Linked DNA regions of Anas platyrhynchos: region 1 is linked to region 2. A link is a contact called in public Hi-C data. All regions are on one chromosome and are shown on one strand. The core of a region is the stretch at or near the end of the contact, and the rest is flanking DNA. Distances in the headings are between cores, read along the strand shown. Region 1 overlaps ODAD2 (outer dynein arm docking complex subunit 2). Region 2 holds the start of MKX (mohawk homeobox).

What was found. Hi-C and Micro-C count contacts between places; a contact is called where the count stands out from the background.
Region 1: a contact with region 2 is called in a Hi-C map of small yellow follicle, with 2.3 times the contacts expected there. The contact joins the enhancer-like site here to the promoter of MKX in region 2. A contact is called at or near these places in 2 of 8 Hi-C or Micro-C datasets (F5 follicle and small yellow follicle).

The regions. Positions count from the first base shown.
Region 1 is chr2:142,919,932-142,923,152 of IASCAAS_PekinDuck_T2T, forward strand. ODAD2 (outer dynein arm docking complex subunit 2) reads right to left here. Exons shown (of 21, transcript XM_072033726.1): 11 at 636-782; 12 at 136-345. Among named protein-coding and RNA genes, the nearest start is that of ODAD2, 33 kb to the right of the region's middle. Within about 2 kb of position 1,635, at least 2 of the 8 cell types and tissues checked have an H3K27ac peak or open chromatin away from gene starts, as enhancers often do. A contact at or near this core is called in F5 follicle and small yellow follicle, where this site is marked.
Region 2 is chr2:142,847,692-142,850,722 of IASCAAS_PekinDuck_T2T, forward strand. MKX (mohawk homeobox) reads right to left here and starts at 1,253. Exons shown (of 7, transcript XM_038175083.2): 1 at 1,124-1,253; 2 at 1-172. The coding sequence starts at 115.

The DNA of each region.
Region 1 (3,221 bases), core at 385-2,884, 73 kb after region 2:
ACAAAACAAAACTTTTTTTATTTGTCTACAAATATGTGTCATAGCAAGCTCATTAAGCTGCTTTTTAATGATGGCACATACTATCTGAAGACTCATGTATGCAAAAAATGACACTTTGGGAAAAAATATACTTACCAATCTCTTGATTCCTCCATGAAGCCTTACTGTCCTTCGTGCTCGTTTAAATCTAGCAACATTAGCAATTGTTTCAGCTGCCAAACATTTTAGTTCTTTATCCGGCGAGTCCAATATTTTCACCATGATCTCTAAGCCCCCAAGATCTGCAATTGCATGTCTGATCAATGTATTTTGACTAATTTCCTTCAGGATTTTTAATGAACCAATCTAAATAATGGAAGATAACAGACATTAAACATTATTTAAGAGTACATAAGCAGAAAAATCTATAAAATGAAGGGTTACACAGAACATTTTAACTTTTAAATCAAATCAGAAGAAAGCAATTGAAAATCATTGAAACTGATTTTCATCTAATAAGTCCTTGCAATTGAGAAAATACAGAAAAAAAAAAAGAAAAAAAAAACAGTTTTCTTCATCCTATATAACCATTAAAATTGAAAACATATGCTAATAGAAAAGGTATATTCACAGCTCTTTTCAACAAAGCTTCTTACCTGGCATTTAATTTCTTCTGTATCAAGTAAATTAATTAACACTTCAAGACACCCAATGTCTCTGATGGCCAGCTGGCATGTTTCTTGAGCCAGATTGAAATCTCTCATTGAACACAATGCAATTACTGTAGCTGTTGGATTACCTCCCTAAAAAAAAGCAAATATTTAACATATATAAAGTGCATTTAATATAAAACCTAATCTTTTCTACTACTAGTAGTAAAACTTATACTAAAGGAGAAACTTGTTAGATTATTTTTTATTCTATATTGTCAAATGACATAGACATAATAAGAAATGGAATTATTAATAAAGTCTGCAAATGACATATAGATCAAGGTGAGAATGAATAGCACAGATGATTTATGACTAATACTGCCTGCTGTGAATGGACAAGTAAATTAGATAGTCACGTATTAGAAGTTTTGGTATGAGCACATATCAAAAGAACACACGGTGAAGATACAGACATTTCAGAGAAGCTATCTGCATTCTTTGCATTGGTGTTTACTATAGAAGAAATCAAAGAGACTCCAAACTGGAATCATTCCTCGTGGAGGACATTTCAGAAGATTTGCCTGAAACTGAAGTTACTGTTGAAAAAGTTATTAAAGAAATCCTGACATAGTAAACAATAAAAAAAAATGCCACTACTAGAGAGCATTCAATTGAGTTATAAAGAAAACTGAGGGTAAAATAGTTGATCGAGTACAAATGGTACATATCCGGTCACTTGAAACTACCTGATCACCGAAGTACCAGGAAACAACAAATGTTTTTTAAAAGAGTTCAGTAGTTATCCAAGGACTGTTAGCCAAATATCTGTACTGGAAAAAAGAGTAGACTGTAATAATGAACAGAATTAAAAGACATCTGCCTAAATATGACATTCTTGGTACAGTATGATATATTTAAGAGTCAGCATAGATCTGTTAAAAGAAGTCCTGCCTTACAAAACTTGCAAAGTTTGTGGCAATGCCAGTCTAGCTGATAAGTTTAACTAGTTGATATGTCTACATAAATCTTTAGACAAACCCCTGATAGCTTTCATAGAAACTAGGCCACTATATTATACGACTGAAGGTCATTGCATAGATTAAAAAGAATGACTAAAGGATAGGAAACTGGGAATAAGAGTAAATGGTCAGTTCAATGAAGAGGACTGATTTAGTGGAGTTCCATGGATATGTGTTGAAGTTGTGAAATTTGACATACTCATAAACACTCTGGAAAACAAAAGGACTAGTTACACAACAAAGTTTGCTGATGATACTATGCTACTACTTAAACCAAGCCATTTAGGTCCAGTTGTGACAAACTGCTAAAGAATCTACTAAGGCTAAGATGGCAATAAAATAGCAAATGAGAAAATGAGAACTGATGCACATCAGAAAAACAAAACAAAACAACAAAAAACAATCCTAAATCAACAGATGAAATGATGAGTTTTCAAACAACCATTCAAAATTAGATGTTATATCTTGTGATTATGTGAGATGACAATCAAAAACCAAACAGAATATTAGGACTTGGGAAAAAAAAAATGTGAACAGAGAATGTCACTATAACACTGTTTAAACCCATGCTACACATGCACCTTAAAAACTTTTTTTCATTTCTGCAGCCTCAATTTCAAGATTACTGTAGCATCGGAAATATTTCAGAGAAAACAGCAAAGATAATGCAAGGTTTTTTCAGTCTAGAAGGATAAGCGAAGGGATATGATAAGAGGCCTGCAATGTTAGGAATGGCATTGAGCAGGATAAATAGGAACTAAATGTTAAATGTCTCTTTAAATACAGATATAAACTCTTTTAATAATGGGAAGTTAAAAAAAAAAAAAAGGTGTAGGTTCATGAAAAAAAAAGTAATAAAATAAAATGGTTCCAAGTGGAACTAGCTGTGAAAGGATTCTATGAAAGCTGAAAGTTTTTATGAGTTTAAGAAGAGACTCAATGAGTTCATGAAAAGTAATCCACTGAAGGTCAGTAAAACCATAAATATCTCACTCAGTTTCCAATTCCCTGAGCTAAAAATGGGTAGGGGTTGGAGGAGTGTTATACTCATGTTTGCCCTGTTCCTACTCTACCCTGTGCATTCATTTATTGGTCTGGGTTTCTTCTTCCTTGGTAGAATACAAGCAGAGCTTCACACTACTACACGTTATGCAGTGAAGTTTCCCACATTTATGGAAATCAGAGGTTAGGCTATCTAGAGTGCATGAGAAGAGCTTTAACCACAGAAAACTTCCATTGTGATTATCCTGTCTCCCTTCCTGTTGCAGTCAGGATATTGGGCCACTCTGACTTACCATCTGCCCCAAACCAGTCTCTTTCACGTCCAAATTCAAGGTCATACTCTTACAAATAATGAAAACAGGATATACCCCAGTGTAGGAGTTCTATACAGGAAACCAGGGCATGTAAAAAGACTTGTGATGTTGAATAAGAATTTGAGATTACAGTGTATCATTTGATTGAAGTGATATTTTATGATATTTTGGGTAGATAAGTGAATATACTGAATAGGAATATAGGCATTACCTCCTTTTAGGCACTTGTGCTACTACCAGTATTGTGTGTCCAA
Region 2 (3,031 bases), core at 3-2,502:
CGTGGTGCGGGCCCTCCACCACCCCCACGTAGGGCCGGCCGCCCCTCTCCCGCTCCTTGGCGTCCTCCTCGAAGAGCACCTGGCCGCTCAGCTTGCTGAAGACGATGGTGTTCATGGTGGGGGGGGGGCTGGGGGCCGCCGCCGGCTCCGAGGTGCGGGGGCTCGCTGTGCGCTGCGGGCAGGCGGCGGCGGTCACCGGGCAGCAGCGACCGAGCGCCGACAGCAGCCCGCCGGGGGGGCAGCGCCGAGGCACCGGCAGCCGCCTGCCCACCCCCGGGGGGCTGCCCGCAAACCCTGCCCGCCCCCAAGCCCCCCCCGAAACCCCCAAAACCCCCGGCCCGCTCCCCCTCGCACCTCGCCGCCAGCCTCCGCCGCGCTCCTCGCTCCGTGTCGCAATAGTTGGGAGCGCGGCTTCTCTGTTGGGTTTGGTGCTTTCCTCCCTCTCTCTCTCTCTCTCTCTCCCTCCTTTTTTTTTTTTTTTTTTTTTTTTTTCCCTTTCCCTTCCCCTCCCCTCCCCCGGAATGATTTTCTCCTTCCCCCCTCCCCAAACGGGGAGGGAAACAAATTGTTTTTAACGACCACCAAATGCGCAGAGCCGGCGCCCGGAGGCGCAGCCGCCGCGCAGAGCCACTCACATCGCCGGGACCGCCGCTCCCCTCCCGAGGGGGGAGGTTTTTTTTGGGGGGGGGGACACCGCCGGCCAGGGCACCCCGAAAGCCCCGGGAAGGGCACGGACCCCACCGTCGGGGGGCAGTGCGATGCGGGGCGCTGGGAGCCCGGGGGGGCGGCGGAGGACACGGGGGGGTCCCGCTACCCACAGCGGGGACCCCGTCGGGGCACAGCGGACGCGGCGGAGGGCGCAGCCCCGCGCCGCTCATTAACGCCGGTATTTAATGAGACCGCACCAGGAAACATCCCCCCCAGCTCCTCTTTCCCCCCTCCTTTTGTCCCCCCCCCGCCTTACAAGGCTTACAGCCCGAGCCGGGCGGCGCCCCGCTCCCTGTAGCATCCTCGGCGCGCCCCCGCCGGGAGGCGATGCTGGCCCTGCGTGCGCCCCCGGCCCGCTCCCACGGGTGTGCTACGGCCCCCCCGCTCCTCCCCACGCCCCCCACATCCCCCGTACCCCCCGCCGGCTTTAACGTGTCGGTTCCCGTGCGCAGAAACCCGAAAAAGCTGTCCCCGGGCAACGCTCCCGAGGATGCCATTCAGAGGCTGCCGATGCCGGGCACCGGCTTTCGGGAGGGAGCGTGACGTCACGGCCGCATGACGTCACGGCCATGACGTCACGCAGCCCCGCGTGTCTTGGAAGGGATCCTCCGAGGAAAGGGGCAGCCCGGCACGGGGGTCGCCGGCCCCGACCCCACAGCCTTTCACCGAGAGGGAAGCTGGGAGAGGCGACGTGCTGGGGACGCCCCGTCGAAAAATCACCCGGCTGCCGGGCCCCCAGCCAGGAGAAGGGATGAGAACAGGGTGGCAGGGACCACAGGAGCACACGGGGCTTTAGGGCAAAGCCCCCCCTGCAGTGGGTGCCCTGGTCGGAGTGCTTGGGAACAGCCTTTGGGGGACAAACAGGGACACAGGGACGTGAGTGCCTCCTGGTCTGTGCTGAAGTGCCTAGCTGCTTGCTGCAAACCACACCGTTCTGGTTATTACTGTGCCTGGCTGAACCGTTTCTGACCTGGGAAGGTTTGTTATAATTACATTACAGTGAGAGGACTGAGAAACTGAGAGGCTTCATCGACACCGAGCTCCCGAGAGCTCCGGCCAGCGAAATGGGAAGGTGATCTCAGCCACCTGCAGCCCCACGCCAGTCCTTGGCCCGTTATCTTCCCTTTCGTCCCTCCTCCTGCCTGCCTGCCGTGGCAGGAGGGATGCCCACTGCCTGTGTGGTGACTTGGGAAGAAGAAGGAGGGGAGAACCTCGGCGGCAAGATGCTCCTTTCCACTTCCCTCTGGACACCTTTGGGTGTAGACACCTGTCCTGCAGGAAAAAAACCCACAGCCGCCTCCCCACGCATACAGCGGGTGAGCTGGGTCTGCCTGCAGCAAGCCCCATCGGGCTGGGGGCAGCACGGACAGCAGCACCCCTTTACTCTAATTCTCCCCAGTGCCAAGGCAGCAAAGGGGTCTCCTACGTGGGAACTGTTCAGTTAAAGAAATTCCCTCCGGTGTGTGCCCTGCTGGAGCTCCCACGCTGAGCGGAGGTGCAGGGCACCTGGCTGTCCTCGAGGAGCAGGCAGCCAGGGCAGCAGGTTGCTGAGGGCCTGGCACGTCCCCACCCGCACCCAGAATAAATCGCAGCAGCAGCAAGAGCCGAGGGCAGGAATCAGCATTTGGAAAGCGGCTCTGGAAAAAACCAAAAGCCTGCGCGGGGCAGGCGCTGCCAAGCGCGGCGAGGCAGCAGCAGGAGCAGTTGGCACCGCGGCGCCTTACAAGCCTCTAAAGCAGCGAGATCTCCCAAATCATCACATGTAAATCTCACACGCGCCCGCCCCCTCCATATTTTATTACTTAGATCACAGTTGAAAAGCTTAAATGAAAACAGGGTTTCTATTTCCAGAGCTTGTTTAACATCGCGAATGTGATACAAACTGCGGGCTTCATGGTTTTAATTAAGGTTACTTACCCCACCACGCACGGAAAAGTAAGTCAATGGCTGCTGGCCGCATGCTGCAGCCCACAGCCGGCTCCCCGAGGACTGATGGGAGCACCAGGGGTCCCCCATACCCCAAAGTGGGGCCAGGTTTAGGGGCCAGGGGGCTCTGGGGCACCTGCCAGGGTTGGGGTGCGAGGAGCTCCGTGCTCCTCTGGTAAAGCCAGCCCCTGTGCCCAGCCTGAGGCAGGCAGCAGGCTGGGCTGGCACGCCAGAAAGCGGCAGCGAGGCGCCTTTCCAAGGGATATCGTGCAGAAAGAGCCTACAAGTGGTGCTCTGGGGTCTGAGCTGTCTCATGGAGAAGCCAGGAAAAAAATCAACGGCGCTGTCAGGCTGAGAGGAGGGTTTGCTCCCGAGGCTGCGAGCGGTGGAGCTCCCC